Regions from separate parts of the Anser cygnoides genome. Here region 2 is linked to region 1. A link is a contact called in public Hi-C data. All regions are on one chromosome and are shown on one strand. The core of a region is the stretch at or near the end of the contact, and the rest is flanking DNA. Distances in the headings are between cores, read along the strand shown.

Region 1 (3,706 bases), core at 383-2,882:
GTGGTCGACATCGGCTACGGCGGCACTTTCTACGCCTTTCTCAGTGCCGAGCAGCTGGGCCTCGACGTTTGCTCCTCGAAGACCAGAGACCTCGTCAGCGCGGCGAGCGCGGTGATGGAAGCGGTGAAGAAGCAGGTACGGCACAGCACTGCGGTACGGCTCTGCTGCGCCTGCTGCTGATTAGTAAGTGCTGCATGTGTTCACAAACCTCTCTGTGCTGTTTCCAGTTCCAGCTCCATCACCCTGAGAGCGAAGACCTGGCTTTCCTCTACGGCACCATACTGACGGACGGGAAGGACGCCTTCAGCGAGGAGCCCACCACCAACATCTGCGTGTTTGCGGATGAACAGGTACAGGAACGGGCTGTTCTCAGGTGCACCGGGCACCGCCTTTTTCCCTTCATACCCCAAACCTGCATATTTTGTCTTTCTGTTTGTGATATATCCTGATTTTTACAACCCCCTGGGCTAGGAGTTCTTCCCCCTAAGCACAGTATAAAGGTGAGAGAAGCAGAGCTGGTTCATCTTCTCTTGTAGGTTGACCGATGTCCGACGGGTTCAGGTGTGACAGCTCGCATCGCCCTGCAGTACCACAAGGGGCTCATCCAGCTGAACCAGAGCAGAACCTTCCGGAGCAGTACCACGGGGTCCTTGTTCACGGGGAAGGCAGTGAAGGCAAGTGCTTTGTGCTGGAGTTTCCCCCTGGCTTGAGGACTGCGGGGAAGGTGCTGTTGCTGTGGCTCAGCGGAGGGGCAGAAAAGCCTTTCTGTGCCTGCGGAGGGCTTGTGGGAGATGCCTGGGGCTCTTTGCACAAGCAAGGATTTTTTATTAGGGAAGGATGTAACGGTAAGACCTTGTTGTGTTACATGGCTTCAATGCAAATCCTCAGCTATCAGAAAAGGCCCGGGTGAGAAGTATCTCTGATGCTGATGTAGATAAATCCATGTGGTTTATCCTCTGTGTCAGCGGGGGGTGGATTCCTCTTCCGTACCCTCTTCTCTGCTCCAAGTTAGCGTGTTGCTCAGGGACGTCCTGACCCTAACCCTCTCTGCAGGAAACCAAGTTTGGGGACTACAACGCTGTTGTAGTGGAAGTCTCGGGAGAAGCCTTTTACACCGGTACGGCCACCTTCACAATGGAAGAGGAGGACCCGCTGAAATACGGCTTCTTCTTCAAGTGACCGGAGCCTCTCAGTGACGGTGCTGCGCTTCACCTGCCTGCGCATTTCTGTTCTGCTTCTCCCCACGGCTCGCTGCCATGTGCCAGAGCAACGGGACCAGCCTTCGGTGGCACGACGGTGCCTGCTGTGTTCTGAGATAACAGGTCGTGCTTCTCTGCTGTGGCTATTGGTGGAGGTCCACGGCTGCTCTGGGAAGCCACAATCTTTTTTTTTTTTTTAATAATTTTTCACAGAAAATGCAACTGATCTTTGGAGAGCTGTCTTCAAATTTATGTGCCTTCTCTGCTTCTGTAAATTAGTAATTTCTAAGCCAGATTCCTATTAAATGCCAGCTGGAAACACTGCCTTCCCCTCTTGTTCTTGCTCCTGGAACCCATTTCCAGGACTCTGCCAAGCGTGTCACTGCTGGTAGGACTGCCTGACCCTCCCTGATGCCTCTCACTCAGGTGACAGCACTGCTCTGCCGCATGCCCCAGTGTCCCCAGTCCTGGATCCCTTTATCCCTGCCCTGGTTTCATCCCTGACAGAGCCCTCCCGTCTCCCAGGTCTGGGCACAAATGTGTGCTCAGGATTCCCAGCCTGCTGCGTGCTGTGTCCTCGTCACACTGCTTCCTAACCCCTGCCCTCTTGCTCATCTCGGACCACGGTCTGCAAACACCATGGGGTTAACTTTCAACGGGAGTAGCCGGATTCGAAGGTTGGAGCCACTATGACCTTTGATTGCAAACTTATTTACTTATGATTTTGTCAGAGCGCGGGGGCAGCTTGCCCAGCAGAGCACGGCCAGGGCTGGCGCCGAGCCCCGTGAGGGACGGCTGCGGTGAACAAACCAGGCAGAGACCGGGCAGGCCGTCACGGTGGCAGAAACGGAGCTTCAGGCCGCTCAGGGCCCGTAATTTCCTTTGTGTCTCTGGACAAAATGGTGTTCGTTTATTGGAGACGCTCATGGGAATTTGCCTCATTAAATTCTTCTGAAAAGGAGAACGATTATCTCCAGGTAGCCCGTGCAGTAAGTCAGGCTGGTGAGCTTGGGAAAGGTTAGCATGGGGAGGACTGAGAGGAATTTCTTCTGTCAGAGTCAAATTGAAAATTACAGCTTTGGAAAGGGAAGAAGCTGAAATCCACAAGTTTGGAGAGCAGCTGTGCTGCCAGCATGCCTTTTCAAGGCTGGCATTTGGGACTTTTGCTCCCAGCTTTGCTGCTGATTTCCTGCAGAAGTTCCCCTGCCCCGATGAATCCTGTGCAGCCTGGGGTGCAGGCGGGCAGCAGAGATGAGCACGTCGTCTGTGCTTGCAGGAACAACTCGGGGTGTTTGGTCTGAGGACAAGGAGGCTCAGGGCAGACCTCATTGCTCTCTGCAGCTACCTGAAAGGGAGGTGTGGGGAGCTGGGGGTCGGCCTCTTCTCACAGGTAACTGGTGACAGGACCAGAGGGAACGGCCTCAAGTTGTGCCAGGGGAGGTTCAGGTTGGAAATGAGGAGACATTTCTGCTCAGCAGGAGCAGTCAGGCGTTGGGACGGGTTGCCCAGGGAGGTGGTGGGGTCACCGTCCCTGGGGGTGTTCGAGGAGAGGTTGGGCCTGGTGCTTAGGGACATGGTTTAGTGGTGACATTGGTGGTAGGGGGGTGGCTGGACCAGATTTGCTGGAGGTCTGTTCCAATCTTAACGATTCTGGGATTCTATGAAAGACACCAGCGTGTTTATAGCTTCTGGAAACATCCCTTGGGATGTATTCCTGTACCCACACTCCAGCTGGGTCTTGCAGCCCAGCGCATGTCGGAAGCACTTCAGCCATCAACCTGCTGCCTCCATTACCCATTGCCCTTCCCATCCCCAAAAAACATTCCCCGGGCGGGGGGGGCCGGGCTCTCGCAGCCCGTGAGGGGAGCGGGGCCATGACGGGGAGCGGGGCCATGACGGGGAGCGAGGCCATGACAGGAGCGGCGCCGCGAGGGGACCGCTTCCCCCGGCTCCGCGGCCGTGGGGCCGCCGCTGCCCCCGCCCCCGGTGCGGCGGGGCGGGCCGGGCCGGGCGGGTTTCCCCGGGCAACGATGGGCGGCCGGGAGGACGTCAGCGGCTGGCGGCGGCGGGCGGGCATGGAGCCGGCGGCGGCGGCCGCGCCGGGCAACCTCTCCCGAGGCGGCGGCAACGAGAGCGGGGAGGCGGCGGCGGCCGCCTCCGGGGCGGGGTGGTCGGCGGCGGCGCTGGCCTCGCAGGCGCTGGCTCTGCTGCTCATCTTCGCCCTCTCGGCGCTGGGCAACGGCGCGGTGGTGCTGGTGATCGCCCGGCACCGGCAGCTCCGCACGGTGACCAACGCCTTCGTGCTGTCGCTGTCGCTGTCCGAGCTGCTGGGAGCCCTCCTCTGCCTGCCCCTGGCTTTCCTCAGCCTGCTCAGCCGCCCGCCCGGTGCCTGGCTCTTCGGGCAGCGCCTCTGCTTGGCCAGCGCCGCGCTGCACGCCGGGCTGGGCATCGCCGCCACGCTCACCATGGCCCTGCTCTCCTTCGACCGCTACTGCGCCATCGTCCGC
Region 2 (3,706 bases), core at 361-2,860, 68 kb after region 1:
ACTCAAACCTTGCCCAGCGACACAGCACGTGGACAAAACCCCGCTTTTGCCCAGGAACCTGCACAACTGGCAGCTGTCAGCTCAAGCTGAAGCTGCTTTTCTGCAAGCTTGTGCCCTCCGCAGGAACCGTGCGCTGCATTCCTGCTGCCTGCTCCCTCCATCACGTCCCCACGGCTGGTTTTGCTCCCCGGGGGAGGCCAGATGATGTTTGGGAACGATACGGACAGAACCTAATTAATTACAAGAGATTTGCTTTTGGCAAGCTGGAGGAGATAAAGGGAATTTGTCTTCTCTGAGCTAACGAGTCACTCACGCAACCAGACGAGGGAATCGTGCCACTCTCCCCCAGTCACAGGCACTGGTGGCCGATAACAGGGTACCTGTGGCAACACCTTTGGCTGGCACCACAAGACACTGCCCCTTTCCATGAGACCTGAGTAAGTTCTGGCCTGTTCCCAGGGTGGGGGGAAATACAAGCTGTCTGTGGGGTCGGCTCATACAAACCGTGGGGCTGGGGAGCACGAAGCAACACGTGTCCCAGGACAGGAGCCAGAGGACAGGAGAGGAGCCTGGGAGGTGTCTGACCCTTCGGCAGGTGTAGGAGGAGAAAATCCTTCGTGTATTACTCGGGTGAAACCCTAACACTCTGCAAGGGAATGGCTGCCAAGAGCATTTGCTAAATTTGGAACTGACACTGGACAAAAGGAGAGCTTTTGCTCTGATACAGTGACGTGTCTCAAGCAGTGACTATTTCTCGAAACGAAGACAGCTTTTGGCTGTGGGGTCGTAAAGCAGTGATTGAGATAGGGATCTGGTCTTTGGGGTCTCTCCGCGACCCAGTAAAACTACAACTTTGGAAGCATCTCTCCTTGGCTTGTGGTACCCCTGTTACCTGGTCGCCTCTTCTCCCACACCTTTGGTAAGGAGATGGGGGTCTCTGAGCTCCAGAAGCTGCCCTGGGGTCTGTAGCTGGCTCCTTCCAGGTGGGCAGGGAGATGCCTTGGCTGCATCCCGAGGCGATGGGGCGGGTAAGGGGACGGCTTCCACCCGTCCCGTGCTGGTTTCTGCTTGTGCAGGCTGCTCGGGAGCCACATCTGCGAAGGACCGGGTGACTCCAGGGCAGGGCGCTTCCTGGAGGCTGGCACCTCGTCCTTGCGAACCGTGCCAAAACCCCGCACAAACGTCACGACGGAGTTTGGACTGTGATAACAGAGCCCGGGGCAGGCGAGGCAGCAGGATACGGCCCTGGCTGCGACCGAAGCAGGCGGGATCCCAGCCCTCCTCCTCCAAAACTCCAGCGGTGACCTTGCCGGCGGCTCCGCAACGCCTGCCGCGCTGTGTGATCGCGGTGCCAAGCTTCAGGGAGGTGTTTTAATCCCGGCACCTTCCCCTCCTGTCCGTGCTGTTGGGCTGGCTGTTGTACGGCTTCTTTTAAAAAAGCCGCAAAGGGCGAAGCGAAGCTTCGGGTAGGAGCCGATCCAAGCGCTCCTCGCGACCGCTCCCTGCTTTGCCAAACAGCCATAAACCGGAGATGAAGGTGCGTGCGGGGAGGCGATGCTCCTTCGGAAATACGGCACAAACCCAAAACAACAGCAGCAGCCACGGCTGCCAGAGAGGCAGCAACAAAGCTCCCTGAAGCCCATGTTTGGGACCCTGACATGAGTGCCACCGTGACCGACCGGAGCGTGCTGCTGTTTCTGGTCCCCCCCCAAAACACCCCACCGCCTCGACATCGCCTTGAGCAGTGCTCCCATGAGATCGGTCGTTAGGAGAAAATTGGACCCTGGTGTCGCTTCCGCCTTCGCTTTAAGGAGAGGAGAACGGCAATTACTGTTTGCATATTCAGCAGCCTCCTTGGCAAGCTCAATTAGCCCGCGTGGAGCAACGTGCTGCCGGAGCCTGCCCGCGACCGATGCCCCAGCGAGCTGGTTTGAAGCCAGCACCGGCACTGCAGCTCTGCGGTCTGCGGCACCAAAACACCCAGCGAGGGCACAAACGCATGCAAAGGAGCGTGCACGCTCCTCTTCGCGCCCGCCTCCAAACCCACACGGGAGCTAGGAGCTAAATCATCAAATATGAATATCAGCTTGCTGTTTTTCTGGCTCCTCTCCCATCCCCTCCCAAAACGAGGATACAAGCGAGCTCTTTCCCAATCGGGAGCTGTATTTCAGCGCGTTTCACAAGGTGAAACTCTTTCCGGGCAAGTGCGGCGACGCTCGCTGACCGGCTCCGCCGAGCCCTGGCCGATTTCGGCACCTCTCACCCCGCCAAATGTCTGCCCCCGCCCTGGAGTTTCGGGCGGCGCAGGGTGCTCCTGCCTGATGGGCATTTTCGGACAATTCCCCATCACTGCCGAGCGGCCTCGCTTGCTGGCGGTGGCTGGGAGAGGCTCTGCTTCCGTGGGTGATTTTGCAAGGCCCCCCCCCCCCCCCCCCCCCCCAGCGCTGGGTGTGCTGCGCCACATAACCACTTGTTGCAGCACATCCAAGGCAGAAATTTGGCACCCAGCACGTCGCTCCTGTTGCTCATCCCGTCCTGCTGCTGAGCAGTGGCACACGCTCTCTGCTCTTCCCCGTGCACACAACAGCCGCGCCGCGCGGCGCTGAGACGCACGTTGAGCGCATCAAGTGCCTTGCATCACTTTTCTTTAAACAAACTGCTCGAGACGATTTTCCTCCCACAGTCCGGCGAGTCTGGACCTCCGCGGAATGAAAGCTGGATGCCCGTTGTTCAGATCGGCTCTAAGTTGGAGGCATCCCCCCGAGAAACGTCAAAAACACGTTCTGATTTTCCACCTTACAGAGCCCGGACTGCCGGCACCCTGCGTGGCTCTGCTCGCTCATTTGACTCGTTCTCGGCTTCGGTGCTGATTGCAAGCCCTCTGAAACGCGCGTGTGATGCAGTGCCCATCTGATCAGACAGCCCAAGCGTTATTATTTATTCGTTTGCATTATTTTTAAACTCGGAAATCAATCCCCTCGTTGGAGGAGCAGCTAAGAAAGAGGATCGCATCGGCGGGAGCCACCTCCCCACCCACTGGGCAGCCTGGAGGACTGGAGCCCGTCCCCAGCACCTCCAGCACGCAGCCCAGCGCCGCCCCGGCGGTTTCTATTAAAAGCAACCAGGCTGACTTTTTGGCCACAAACTCCCACGTGCGTTTCCTCAGACCCCTTTCTCAGACAGGGAGCCGTTTTCACGCGCAGACTGCATAGGAGAGGAATGTTTGTGTTTGGTTAAAATACGTGCGCATCGGCAGGAGCTGGTTTTGATGTCATAGGGGAAAAAAAAAAAAAAACAACAAAAAAACAACAAACTTAAACCCACAAAGCATTTGGCCCCAAAGCCTTGAACCATTTGATGACTGGCTTTTTTCCCCCTGAATCCTCCCATGAGACAGGGCTCGGGAGCCCTCCCGTGATGCCAGCGCTACACCTCCGGGAGCAGAAAGGGGCTTCCAAATGCCTTGCTAGCAGCGTGCCGGCCCTGTACGCAGGCACACCTGGACGTGGCCTTGCTGCTCTCGGGGAAAATTGGCTGCCAGAAGGAGCCTGACTCATCATGAAATCACAAGAGCTGTAATTCCCAGCATAAGCAAATCTCAAATTCTTCAGTTTCGTGGATTTACATTTATACGCCAAATCCTAAATTAACCCAGATCCTCCTCCCTCTTTCCAGAGATCCTGTTGTACTCCGTGACCCAAAAAAT

What was found. Hi-C and Micro-C count contacts between places; a contact is called where the count stands out from the background.
Region 2: a contact with region 1 is called in a Hi-C map of liver, with 3 times the contacts expected there. The contact joins the enhancer-like site here to the promoter of GPR135 in region 1. A contact is called at or near these places in 2 of 7 Hi-C or Micro-C datasets (both in liver).

What each region holds. Positions count from the first base shown.
Region 1 is chr5:61,218,351-61,222,056 of Taihu_goose_T2T_genome, forward strand. GPR135 (G protein-coupled receptor 135) reads left to right here and starts at 1,633. Exons shown (of 1, transcript XM_066998495.1): 1 at 1,633-3,706. The coding sequence starts at 2,906. The region is part of intron 1 of JKAMP (JNK1/MAPK8 associated membrane protein); the gene reads right to left. L3HYPDH (trans-L-3-hydroxyproline dehydratase) reads left to right here. Exons shown (of 5, transcript XM_048066162.2): 2 at 1-135; 3 at 228-350; 4 at 537-674; 5 at 1,054-1,518. The coding sequence ends at 1,179.
Region 2 is chr5:61,286,356-61,290,061 of Taihu_goose_T2T_genome, forward strand. All of the region lies in intron 1 of JKAMP (JNK1/MAPK8 associated membrane protein), which reads right to left. All of the region lies in intron 2 of DAAM1 (dishevelled associated activator of morphogenesis 1), which reads right to left. Among named protein-coding and RNA genes, the nearest start is that of DAAM1, 31 kb to the right of the region's middle. Within about 2 kb of position 1,611, at least 1 of the 3 cell types and tissues checked has open chromatin away from gene starts, as enhancers often do. A contact at or near this core is called in liver, where this site is marked.